3 separate regions of the Ovis aries genome follow, and regions 1 and 3 are each linked to region 2. A link is a contact called in public Hi-C data. All regions are on one chromosome and are shown on one strand. The core of a region is the stretch at or near the end of the contact, and the rest is flanking DNA. Distances in the headings are between cores, read along the strand shown.

What was found. Hi-C and Micro-C count contacts between places; a contact is called where the count stands out from the background.
Region 1: a Hi-C map of muscle shows a contact between it and region 2, with 6 times the contacts expected there. The contact joins the promoter of RBKS here to the promoter of FOSL2 in region 2. A contact is called at or near these places in 4 of 16 Hi-C or Micro-C datasets (mixed tissues, muscle and tail adipose tissue).
Region 3: a Hi-C map of tail adipose tissue shows a contact between it and region 2, with 2.3 times the contacts expected there. The contact joins the enhancer-like site here to the promoter of FOSL2 in region 2. A contact is called at or near these places in 3 of 16 Hi-C or Micro-C datasets (skin fibroblasts and tail adipose tissue).

What each region holds. Positions count from the first base shown.
Region 1 is chr3:34,888,477-34,892,422 of ARS-UI_Ramb_v3.0, forward strand. It overlaps RBKS (ribokinase), which reads right to left and starts at 1,262. Exons shown (of 8, transcript XM_027966632.3): 1 at 1,136-1,262. The coding sequence starts at 1,236. The region is part of intron 1 of BABAM2 (BRISC and BRCA1 A complex member 2); the gene reads left to right.
Region 2 is chr3:35,343,079-35,347,453 of ARS-UI_Ramb_v3.0, forward strand. It overlaps FOSL2 (FOS like 2, AP-1 transcription factor subunit), which reads left to right and starts at 1,914. Exons shown (of 4, transcript XM_027966637.3): 1 at 1,914-2,811. The coding sequence starts at 2,710.
Region 3 is chr3:35,051,604-35,055,793 of ARS-UI_Ramb_v3.0, forward strand. The region is part of intron 6 of BABAM2 (BRISC and BRCA1 A complex member 2); the gene reads left to right. Among named protein-coding and RNA genes, the nearest start is that of TRNAC-GCA, 130 kb to the left of the region's middle. Within about 2 kb of position 2,903, at least 15 of the 54 cell types and tissues checked have an H3K27ac peak or open chromatin away from gene starts, as enhancers often do. A contact at or near this core is called in tail adipose tissue, where this site is marked.

The sequences.
Region 1 (3,946 bases), core at 12-2,511, 460 kb before region 2:
CTAGTCCCAAGGTCTTTTTATTTCCAGGTTCTCAGCTGTCCTTTGAAAAGGCAAGGTGTCAGGACAGATAAGGTCTTACTGTAGTGTGATCATTTTTTATTTTTATAATATAAAAACAGCAGTATATCTGAAAAGCCACTCACCAAAAAATTAAACTCAAGCAATCTAAATGGTAGGATTTTCTTGGAACATTTTTTTTCTTTAAAATAAACATACATTACTTTTACAATCAAAAAGGCGATTTCATTAAAAAAAAGATATCTTGGAACGATCTCTCCATTCAGTCTCACTGCCCTAACTCAGCTATTTTCATCTAGCATATTTTGTTTATTCAATGACTTTAAAATGGTTGTATATACTGGATTTTTAATTTGATTCACATTTGGCTTGCCACAGGTAACCTATGGTTACTCTAATACTGAAAAATAATCTGTAAATATGATATGCAAGCAAGCTGACAATCAATATGGTGAAAGATGACCGCCTAAAATTTTGTCTTAGGCTCCACCCATTTTCTACACATTCACACGTATAATACCCAACCTGGATAGTATTACAGCTCAAAACAGTTTTCTCCATTTAGTGTGCAAAACAACCGTGTTAAGTGGGCACATTCTCGGAGGTAAAATGACTTGGCCAAAGTCACTCGGCTAGCCAGGAAATAGGTTTAGCAGCCTAGTCAAGAAAACAGGACCAGATCTCTAGAGGCGCTGCTAGTTAAACGAGAGCTGTCACTACAGGCTGGCCTTTATGTTCCCTCATCTGACAATGACCTTTACAAACTCAAACTTCCCTCTTCTACCCTATGGAGGCACGCGAGGCGGGCTGGGGAAATCTGTGGGTTAGTCGCTCAGTTGTGTCCGAGTCTTTTGTGCCCCCATAGAATGTAGCTCGCCAGGCTCCTCTGTCCATGGAATTCTCCAGGCAAGAATACTGGAGTGGGTAGCCATTCCCTTCTCGTGGGGAATCTTCCCGGTCCAGGGATCGAATCCGGGTCTCCCGCACTGCGGGCAGATTCTTTACAGACTGAGTAGCTCACATCCAAAGTCAACACTCCATCCCCAAAGCCCTAGTTCCAAGGCAGAGAGAAGAGAGCGCTGGAGGCGCAGCCTCTGCGCGCTGGTCCCGAACTAACCTGACCAGGTCGGTCATGCAGGAGCCCACCACCACCACCGCCGCCGCCGCCTCCGCCACCTCCTCCTGCCACTGCCTCCCAGAGTCCCCAGACGCGGCCATTGCTCAAAGTCGGCAGTGTCCAACCTGGAGGCTGCCCTTTAACCTTTGCCCCACCCCGTAACCAGAGACGCCGCTCACACGTTCCCTAACGACGCGGGCCTTCCGGACGCCCGGGTGGGTCGCCCACCTGGATGCCCGAAATAACCCCATGCACCAACTGCCCCCAGTTTTTCCAGAAATTGTCTTCCTGCACAGTCTCTCGTAGTAGAGCCATCCTACGAGTTCCAGACTCCGCGCAGCTCGCCACGCACGAGGTAGGCGCGGAGGTAGGAACTTTCAGGCACTCGGGGGACGCCCTTCCGAGCGCCAGGCCTGGCGCGGCCGGGGACGCGCACGCCGCCCAGCTCCAGGGCCGCCGAGGGGGCGGGGCGGGGCGGGACGTCCGGGGACGCGCACGCATCCGGCCCGCGGTGCGCGCGCAGGTTGGTGCGTCGGTCGGGGGCGCGCTCGGGTAACCTGTACCCCACGTAGTCGCCGGTTACCGATCCGACTTAAGTTCCAGGTACCTGGACTGGGGCTGGTGCGGGGAGGTTGGATCCCGAGTTGCACAGGTGGCTATGAGGACCGTGGTTTTACATATGCCCAGGGCTCTCCTTCTCTTCCTATAGAGAAGGCCCCTGTCCCAAAGATGCCCTACTCATTCCCGTCACGCTAGTCCCCTCAAGAACGAGCCCCCAAGGCCAGAGGCTGACCTGTCTCCACACCTAGCCCGCCCCCTGGTTCCTGATTAAGCTCAAGACTCTTTGCTTTTTCCTGCCTGATTAGGGGATCATACAATTTGGGAGAAGTTGTCCCCTTTTAGAGCGGGGTGGTCATTCTTTGGGTTCGAGCTGATTGTTTTTCCTGAATGCTGCCCCTTGGAGAAATTACTTCCCCTGTGTACTTCCCTCGTGCGCCGTATGACGTCGACGTGACGCAGCAGGACGCCACCCCTTTCCGTTCCATGACGTAAGCTGGGCACGTGTTTCCGTGTTTGTCATCCCATCTTAATTGGGAGAAGGTAGACGATGCTTTAGACGTGTTTGTATTCCCCAGACTGCCCATCGAAGTACCTCATGTGACCCTATCTTGAGGCAGCAGAGCTCTGTAAAAATTGTATTTCTGCATTTCCTTCTGTATATTACACGTCAAAATCAGGAAATAGAAATTTCACAACTAGCTTTCAAGGGAAACGGGCCACAGTAAATTTTTGCCTATCTGGGATCGATTATTGTGCTTTGTTGTGTAAAAAATACTACTGGGAGATCATCCCCCATCTGTGTATCCTGCTCAGAAGCCAAAGAACTATCATTTTTAGCTATTCGGTGACCTCTGATTTTGGAGTCAGGTTTTTCCCCCCCCTCTCTCTCGTCTAGAGAAGTCACAGCAGCTGTGCTTGTAACATTTTAATGCTGCGTGAAATCTTGCACTGTCAAAAGATAGTATTATGGGTGCTCAGGAAACAAAGACAAATTCATTCCTTCAGGTGTCATTCTAAGGTCATGACAGTTGCTGAATTGGATGGGGTGTTGTCACCTTAAGTATAGTTTGGTTTCTGGAGCAGGTTTGTTCCCTCTAGCATTTTACCTAGTGAATCACTTAGGCCAGCTTCAGCAGTAGGCCAACATTAGTCTAATTTGTTTCTAGTTGTCAAGAAACCGTTAGTCTAAATTCATGACTTTTTTGTTTTTTTTACTAGATGTATGCTTTTGAAAAAACAAATTCGCGTTGATGCTTTCCTCTTTGGTGTTTATTTGAGAAGAAGTTAGGTATAGTGGACTTTGAGGGAGATCTGGATTTGGATTCCAATCCTTCTGCTTGCTAGGTTTGTAACTTTAAGTAAGTTACTTAGTCTTGCTCAACATTAGTTTTCTTATCTCTGAAATGGGAACAAAAATATTAAACAGAGGACTAGGTAGTTGTTGGGAAGTAAATGAAATTGCAGCTAGAGATGGGTAATATAGTGCCTGATATTCAGTAGATTTTGAGAATGTATTGGTTCTGTTTCCATTTTTCATAGAAATGAGAGATGAAATAATAATAGGTATTGTGGGAAAATACATGGAAGAATAATTTTGTAGTGTAGGTAAGGTCCTTTTGCTTTTTTCCAAAACGAGTATTTCTGTTTTGCATATGATCTAGATAAGCATCCTTTCAAGAACTGTGACATCAATGAGCAGAAATAAAAGTGGAAATGTTGCAGAAATAGGAAAAAAATAGGCTTCAAAGTGATAATATGGTCTAGTATATTATTCAAAGACAAATTATAAATTATCTATGTCATCTGTAAAATGGGAATTCTAATATATGCCTTACCATCCAGAATTGTGGAGGTCAAGTGCACTAATGTTTATGGAAGCTCTTTATAAGTGATAAAGTGTTATAAAATGTACTTGATTTTTATGACTGATAATACAGTGCATTAGATGTTTATTCTTATTTTGTGATGACATATTGGAATGGTGGTGGGAGGCCATCTGTTAAGTGGTCAGAGGAGGACCTTGTTTTATATTTGCAGAAAAGATGATTTGAATACTAAAGTATAAAGCTTTTTCTACTTCAGAGGTACTTTTGGGTGTCATCAGTATGTAGGGTCACAGTGGGTTTTTTGTTATTATTTGTTTTTATGATTGTTATTTATTTTTTTGCGCTTTATTACTCTGAAATGTATAAAATGGGTACTAGTTTTCAGCATTTCGCAGGGAGCTGTAAATCCTCATAGGGCACAGTA
Region 2 (4,375 bases), core at 664-3,163:
GAACGGTTTTGCGTCAAAGGACTGCATTTACTCAGCCCTGCTGGGAGAGGAGCATAAACACACCCAGGCAGGCAGGACGCGGGATTAAAAAAAGAGAGAGATGGCAAAAACGCCAAGACCGCGCTGGGTGTGCGCATCCATCTGCCTCGCACTTCTCGCCGCGACCTGTGGAGTTGCGGACGCTACGCTGCAGGCGGCGAGGGAGGTGCGAGGAGCCCAGCCAGCCTCGCCTCTCCACGCGCGTCCTTGGGGATGGAGCCGAGGACAGAATGTGTTTTATAGTTGTAAACAATGACCCCGAGTATTGTTTAGGATTACCGTATCTTGGGGCCATTGGGGCGGCCAGATGCCGCCAGCCGTCCCGGAAACGCCAGCGCTTTATATAGAGCCCCGGGAAAGCTTTGAGTTCCCGGCTGGGTTCTATTTTTCTTTCCTAGCAACACCCCCACTTTACAGATAAGGAGACTGAGGGCCGAAACTGTGATGTGTTACAGTGCACAACGCTTCACAGCCTTCGCGCATCTTCCCGCTGGTACACTAAGAGCTGGGTATGAGACTAAGGCAAAGCGTGGAGCAAAATTCGATTTCCTTGACTCCTAGTACAGTGCTCCTCCGGATCATCATCTCTGCAGAAGGATTGAAGTTCCAGAACTGACAAGGGCCTTAGAAGGTCATGTCTCAATCCCTTCGTTTTACAGAAAGAAACTGAAGCCCAGAGAGGTTAAGGGACTCGCCCAAAGTCTCACAGCCCGTAAGCAGCACAGCCTGGCGTTCACACTCCAAGGCCTGTGCTCTTTACCCCGCACCTCGCCCCGCCCCGCCCCGCGAGGCGGGACAAACTAGGAATCCGGACTACCTACTGCCTGAACTTCGCTCCAAAACAGCTGAAGACAACGTTGGGGCACGCCCTCTCTCGGGCCTCCCTCTTCCCTGTTTGGTTTTTTTTTTCCTTTCAAATTCGTAATAGTCGAGGTTGCTTATAATGCCCGATTACTATTAGATGCATCTTAATTGCCCAGCATAGAGGGCGGCCGGAATGTCTTGACTGGTTAATTTCGTCTTCAAGGCTGCTCCTAACAAATTAATTGCAGAGCCGAAAAGAAAGGGGAGGGGGGCGGGAAGCAGTGGGCAGCCAGCCGCGGAAGGGAAAATAGGCAGGTCGGCCCCGCCCGGCGGCGCTGCGCCCCGCCAAGGCCCGGCCGCAGGGAGGCGCGGATACCCAGGGCGCCCAGGGCGCCCGTTGCTCCGGGTGGCGCCGCGAAGGGCGCCGACGACCGTGCGCGGCCGCGCCCTCCCTGCGAGCGGCTCTGCGCGCCCGGCTCCCGGCCTCGCGGTGGCGCCGCACTGAACCGCCAGTCTCGCTCTTCAGGACTGTGATTATTTTCTGAAACCAGGCGCCGAGGGCCCCGCGGCAGCCCTCGCAGGGGCCCCGCCCCGCGCCCCTTTCCCAGGCGGTGGAGAAGGTGGGGAGGCCGTGGCGCGCTCGGGAGCCGGCGAGGGAATCCCTCTCCCTCCACGTCACCCGAAAGCTAGGGAACCCGCACTCGCGTCCTCTAACGCAAATGACCATCTTTGGCAACGTGCGCCAGTGGAACAGACCAAGGGCGCGTGGCCCGGGGGGTGGGGATGGGCCAGGCTGCCTCGGCTCCCCCAAACCGCGCCAGCGGTCCGCTCCCACCCCCGCCACCGCCTTCCTTCCTCGCGCAGGGTGTGCGGCTGGCGTCAGCGCGGCCAGGAGCCGGGGCAGATAGGGGAGCGCTGCGCCCGCCTCCTCCCGCGCGTCTTCCTCCTCCTCCCCCTCCTCCTCGGCCTTCTCCCCCCGCCTCCCCGCGCGCTCCTCCCTGCAAGGTGGAGTCGGGTTGACGTGAGGTACAGGGGCTGGAGAATAAAGAGTGTGGAGTTGAAATCGTGCCATTGTAGTGACTCATCTCGGGCAGAGCGCTGGGGCTCCGAGCAAACCAGCGAGCAAGCGAGCGGCGCTCGGCGGAGACCGAGAGAGGGAGAGAGAGAGGCGCGGACGGGCGAGGCGGGCCCGTCCGGGAGAGGGAGCCGGGAAAGGGGTGCAGGTCCGGGCGCCGGAGCTGCGGCACCGCGTCCCTCTCCACGCCGGCTCAGCTGGATCCTCCCGGGCCGCGGGCCGGGCACAGGCTGCCTTCTTCTCCTAGTCAAGTGTCCGAGCCGCTCCAAACTCCGGCGGCGAGTCGGCCACAGGAAGTTTATTCTCAGCTCCTTTTCTAAAAGGAGGAAATAGAAGTTTCTCCAAGCGGGCAGCCTTTCTTTCTGCCCCCCCTTTTTTTCCCTCCTTTCTTTTCTGCGCTGACATCTGGGGTCCCCAGACCTGGCAGGCTTGACCCGCTGGGTTGACTCCCATTCTTTTTTAATTACCGATTTTTGACTGAGCCGGCGGTCCCGGCTGGGCTCCGATTGCGCGCGGGGGCGGGAGGGCGCGCGCAGGGGAGGGACCGAGGGACGCGCGGACTTTTTAGAGGGAGGGACTGGGTGGACAACTGGTCCCGCGGCGCTCGCAGAGCAGCAAAGAAGTGGTGTAGCGCTCGGCGCTCAGGGGGCCGTTCCCGGGGTGCCTCCGCCGAGGGGGACAAGCCCGAGGCGCGGCCAGCAGAGAGCCAGCGCACAGCAGCCGGTGCGCGGCCGCGGCGAGGGCGGGGGAAGAAAAACACCCTGTTTCCTCTCGGGCCCCCACCGCGGATCATGTACCAGGATTATCCCGGGAACTTTGACACCTCGTCCCGGGGCAGCAGCGGCTCTCCTGCGCACGCCGAGTCCTACTCCAGCGGCGGCGGCGGCCAGCAGGTAGGTGCGGGCCCCGGGTGCACCTGGCGACGCGGGTGGACCCCCGCCTTCCTCTCGCCGCCACTGCCTCTTTTGCTTTCTTTGCCCTTTCTCGGTTTGGTGAGAAAATACCTGCGGGCCACCATTGTAAGTTCTGAATTCTCATCTCCTGCCCACACCTCCTTTCACCCCCTCTACCCTCGCCAACCCCCCCCCCTTTTTTTTTTCCAAACTGGAGCGGCGAGTGGGCTGAAAGAACCTACAAACCCTGTCCTTCACACTACATCGTATCCAGACAAGCTCCTGGAATTGCAGGTCCCGTTCCCAGAAGCCGGTGCCTCCCTCCTCTCCCAGGAATTCATCTCCATTCCCCTCTATCTCCGTGGTGGATCCCCCGCTCCCCAAATTTTTTACGCACGGGCCCCTTCCGACATCTAGAGAACTTATTCCTGCGAAAAAGCCTTCTCCTTCTTTCCCCACCCCGACCCCGCACCTTCTCCCGCCGTTGGTTTTAGTTAATTTCGGAAAGAAGTTGGGGACTCAGAAACTGGTTGGGCTCCTTCAAGTGATCCAGAGTGAGGGCGAGAGTTGTCACTCAGGGAATCAGGTGCGAAGGTCAGGAAGGAGGAGGTGAGCCTTGATTGGCTCAGGCTGCGTGCGTCTGTGTACCCTGCGCCCTTCCACCTCCTGTTAGGGTAGGACTAGGAGCCTGAACTGCCACCCAAAGGGGCGCCTTGGGGTCTGGGGAGTACCTAGGGCCAGGACGGCTGCAGAAAGAAGGGAGGCTGGAGAGACTTCCTCTAGGCTCCTGAATGGTTCTGGAAGCCGAGAAATAACTTGTTTCTAAAGCAGGCGGACTGGTTTGTACTGGAGGGGTTGTGCCTGCCATCTCTGTCTATAAATACCAGAATAAATACCAGAAAGTTGCTGCTAGGTTGGTGGTGCTGGTGGGGTGCCGGCCCTCTGCAACAGCCACCCCCACCTCACCCACCCACCCAGAAGCTTGTGAGGGAGCTGACTTAAACAAGGCTGCTAGAGCCTGAAGCCCGTCTTAATCAGGATCTGCCGAGTCTCTAGCCCAGTTGGCTGCGGCAAGAGCTGCTCTGGTTAGGCGGTGGCCTTGGCCTCTATAAGCCAGCCAACCAGGAGGGGCTGGGGTGGGCTTCCAGGGAGGAGGGACCCTGATGGAGAATATAATGGAAACGTGGCTCTCTTTAGTAACTGAGGAGGGATATCTTATTCCAAAGCTGTTCCGCATGCCTGATGGATCCTCAAAACGCTTTTCTATGTCTTCCCTCTACCTGCCCTGGTATCCCCATAAGCACCCGCTGGAGAAAGCCTTGTCAGTGCATGCACCCTTAATAATGAACACTAAGGTGATGAGTTTCAAATCTTGTCCCAAAGTGATTTTGTTTGCTTTCCAGCCCCGTTGGTGGTTTCTATTGAATCCAGCCATCATTAGGCAAAGGGTTGGAGTCATTTGAAATCCATTCCCTCATTCTCCAGTTCAACAGCCCCCAGATGTCCCTCTCTGCCTCTCCAAATCAGGAAGGAACCTTTTGATTTCTCATTTGCCCCTTTGGCT
Region 3 (4,190 bases), core at 1,653-4,152, 290 kb before region 2:
CCTCATTTTCTTTTTTGTTGTCATAAAAATAAGGCAGGAATTAGAATAAAAGGTAAATAAAAGCTCTTTGCTTCCTTTATTAGGAAATATAGCTTACTAAAGAAAAGTTTTATGATTACTTATTGAACTGCAGTACAATATTATTTATGTAAACTTTGTTCTGTATAGTAAGTACATTATTTCACTGTTGATAAATATGACCAGTGTATTTGTTTGTTATTTTTAACAGGATAAAACCACAAAAAAGTTCAGTAATGTATACATTGGAAAGATCCAGGAAATCTGAGTAACTCCCTTTGTATATATTTCAAAATAAAATTTTGAGCTCTAGATCCTTGGTCAAGTATCTCTCCTTCATAATTCTTTTCATGGGAAATTCAGAGTCTAATTACATTATTTGGATTTACAGTGCTTATTAAGGAATATGATTCTCTGTAAATGTAAGCACCCCCTTTAATTTGCAGTAAAGATGGATGGATTTAATTTTATTGATTGAAACAGTGTCAAAGACATTAGAAGATAAAATGCTTTACTTTTTTGTTCTCAGATGGACCCTTTTGAAGAAAGCAGAATTATCCTAATGTCTTGTTCACAGTGGCATAAACAGTAAAAGTCATTTTCTACTGTTTTACAGATATGTTACCCAAAGATCAGTCATGAATCTTGGCTCATAGTTAACTATGTACGAGAGGTATATGTCTATGGATTTACTGTACATACATTTATTTGCATAATAAATTCTTAATAAGGAACTACAGGAGCTCATTTTTTAAGGAACCCTTCAGCAGTCCTTTTGTAAAATGAGTAACTTTTTATAAGTACCAATTTTTAGGTTGGATTTTTATTTGTCCTTAATTAATCATGTTTTCTGGGACATTAAGAAACCTGTCTGAGTTTCAGCCTTCTTATTTTTAATTCCAGAATTTGACTAGATAATCTCTGAGGTTCATCCTTAAAATTCTGTGATTCTCATTTAAAAATAACTGTCTCATACACCATTTAAAAAATTATTAAGGACCTGGGCATTCTTAAATGAAAGCAATATTGGAACATTGGGGGAAAGTGAGTGTGATCTCAGTTATGTAGATAGAGAGTTACATAGTCTGTCTATTGGGCAGACTACTTGGATGAGGCAGAAAAATCCATAAACTACCTGCCTTGCCTAAGAGGAAAAAAAATCTCCACAACTAATGGAAGAGATGGTACTGCTTATGGATGAGCTATCTATCAGCTGAGGTTTTTTTTTAAAAATTGTGGTAAGATATATATGACAGAATTTTCCATCTTAATCATTTTTAAGTAGTACAGAGTTCAGTGGTTTAAATGCATTCACATTGTTGTACAGCTATCACTGCTGTCCATCTTCATAACTCCTTTCAGGTTGTAAAAATGACACTCTGTGCTCAGTAAACAATAACTTCCCATTCTCCCCTCCCTTGAGCCCCTGGGAAATCATGGTCACACTTTCTGTCTCCATGATTTTGACGACTCTAGGTATCTCATATAAATAGAATCATATAGTGTTTGTCTTTTTGTTAACTTGCTGATTTTAGCACAGTGTCCTCAGAGTTCATCTGTAGAGTAATGCAGAATTTTGTTCCTCTTAAAGGCTGAATAATAGTCTAACGTGTACATATGTGTGTGTGTGTGTGTATACACTATATTTTGCTTATCTGTTCATCTTTCAATGTATACTTTGGTTGCTTCCACATTTTAGCTATTGTGAATAATGTTGCTATGAAAATAAGTGTACAAATATCTCTTCAACACCTTGCTTTCAGTTCTTTTGGGTATATCCAGAAGTGAAATTGCTGGGTCATTCAGTAATTCTATGTTTAATTTTTTGAGGAACTGTCATACTGTTTTCCACAGCAGCTTTACCGTTTTACATTCCTACCAGCAGTGCACAGAATTTCAGTTTCTCCACATCCTTGCTAGTACTTGTTGTTCTCTGTGTGTTTGAGAGTAGCTATCCTAATGTGGGTGAGGTGGTGTCTTATTGTTTTGATCAGCAGTTTCCGTAATGATAAGTGATATTGGAGATCTTTTGATGTGCTTATTGGTCTTTCATATATCTTCTTCGGAGAAATGTCTGTGTAAGTCCTTTGTCCATTTTTGAGTCAGGTTATTTTGTTTTTTTGATGTTGAGTTTCAGGCATTCTCTCTATATTCTAGACATTAATCCCTTATCAAATGTATGCTTTGTGAACATTTTTTCCCTTTCTGTGAGTTGCCTTGTTATTCAGTTGATACTTTTGATGCACAAAATTTTAAAAATTCCTTATGGAATCAGATTTGCATGTTGTTTCTTGTTATCTGTGCTTTTGGTATCATATCCAAGAAATCATTGCCAAAGCTAGTGTGAAGCTTTTGTCCTGTGTTTTTGTCTAAGAATTTTATTGTTTTAGTTCTTACATTTAGGTTAATTTTTAGAGTTAATTTTTGTATATGGTGTTAGGTAAGGGTGCAGCTTGATTCTTTTTCATGTGGATATTCCATTTTTCCAGCACTTTCTGTGGTAATGGTTATGAATAACAGTAAACAAAACAAGTGATCCTGTTATGAGAGACCCTCCATGCCTTTGAGTTTTAGTGCCCTGTAGACCACATTGTTTAGAGCATGGTTCAAATAAAATAAAATTGCTTTTAAAGCCTTGTAAAATTACCTTGACATTCTCATTTTTAGTAGCCCTCAACAAGCATATCAATTTCATTATTTCAGTGAATTCCCTGGTTGATTAGCTGGTAACTTGATTTAGTAAACATTTGTCAGGATATGTCTTCCCTGGAGACATACTAAGCTTGGAGTATGTAAGGCATCTTTTCCTCATCCAACAGTGTTAAGTTAGGAAAGTGTTGTGGTAATATTATGAGTACAATTGTCTAAGAACATTAAGAACCTTAGTCTGGATCTTTTGTAACCATAAAAGGCAATGTGTCATGCTTTCCTGTTTTGCATGGATCAGAAGGGAGTAAAAAACACCAAAAGAATTTTTATTGCATAGAAATATTTCCTTCCTAGCAGGGAGTGTGTGAAGCAATAATGAGCCTAAAAAACAATCTTATATATTAATAGTAAGGGGAGAGAAAGGCAGGGAAACACAGTACAGCCACACAGACTTGAGGGCTGATCATGAAACTGCTGATTCCAGCCAGGGTCCCTTCTCCCTCCCTGCACAGCACTTGACTTTAATGTGCATCTTCTCACAGCCCTCTTAAGGTGGATTGGATAAGTTGTAGCTTCCTCTGTCTGGAAGAGGAACTTGTCAGAGTCTGTGGTGCAGATAATTGATGAAGACAGGCTAGAACCACACTTCCCTAATTGCCAATCTGTGGCTAAGACCGGAGGAGTGTCCTTTGTGTTGAGAAATTGTTTTCCGTGATGCAGATTGCTCAGTACAGAAGATGTCATTTTTAGTGTATCCAGTGGTAACTTGATCATCATAGACCATCCCCACGAAATACCATCAGTCCACCTGAATTGCGGGTTTGAGCACAGCTTGACGTGGTCATCACACCTCAGCACATCTTAAGAGCACACATTTTCCACCAGACTGATTCACACTGGGCCCTTCTCACATTGTTAATGACATACTGCTCACATTTCTTTTACTACCATTTCCTTCATCTCATTCCTAAAAGAACTTAGGTTGCTGAATCGAAATGACTGTAAATCTCTGTTTACACCAAATTAGAAGAGGCCAATGGCTTCCTGAGTCTGTTTCAGACCCATCGCCTTTCGGTAGACCAAATCTGCTTCGTTCTCTGGGTGTGGAAATGATAACAGCTACTGAAAAGGTACAGGAATTAGTTCTGTCAGGTACTCTTCTAAAGATGTATTTATGTGCAGTTGATTTTTTTTTAAAGAATTCTGTACTGTGTGTAAGAATTAAGGTAATAATACCTTAATACATGTTCTTACATATTGTTTAGTTGCTAAGTTGTATCCAAATCTTGTGACCCTATGGACTGTAGCCTGCTAGGTTCCTTCTGTCCGTGGGATTTCCCAGGCGAGAATACTGGAGTGGGTTGTCAGTTCCTTCTCCAGGGGATCTTCCTGACCCAGGGGTCGAACCCATGTCTCCTGCATTGGCTGACAGGTTCTTTACCACTGAGCCACCAGGGAAGCCTCTCTTATATAATAATAATAAATATGTTCTTTATCTTTTTAGTAATGAGTTATAGTAACAA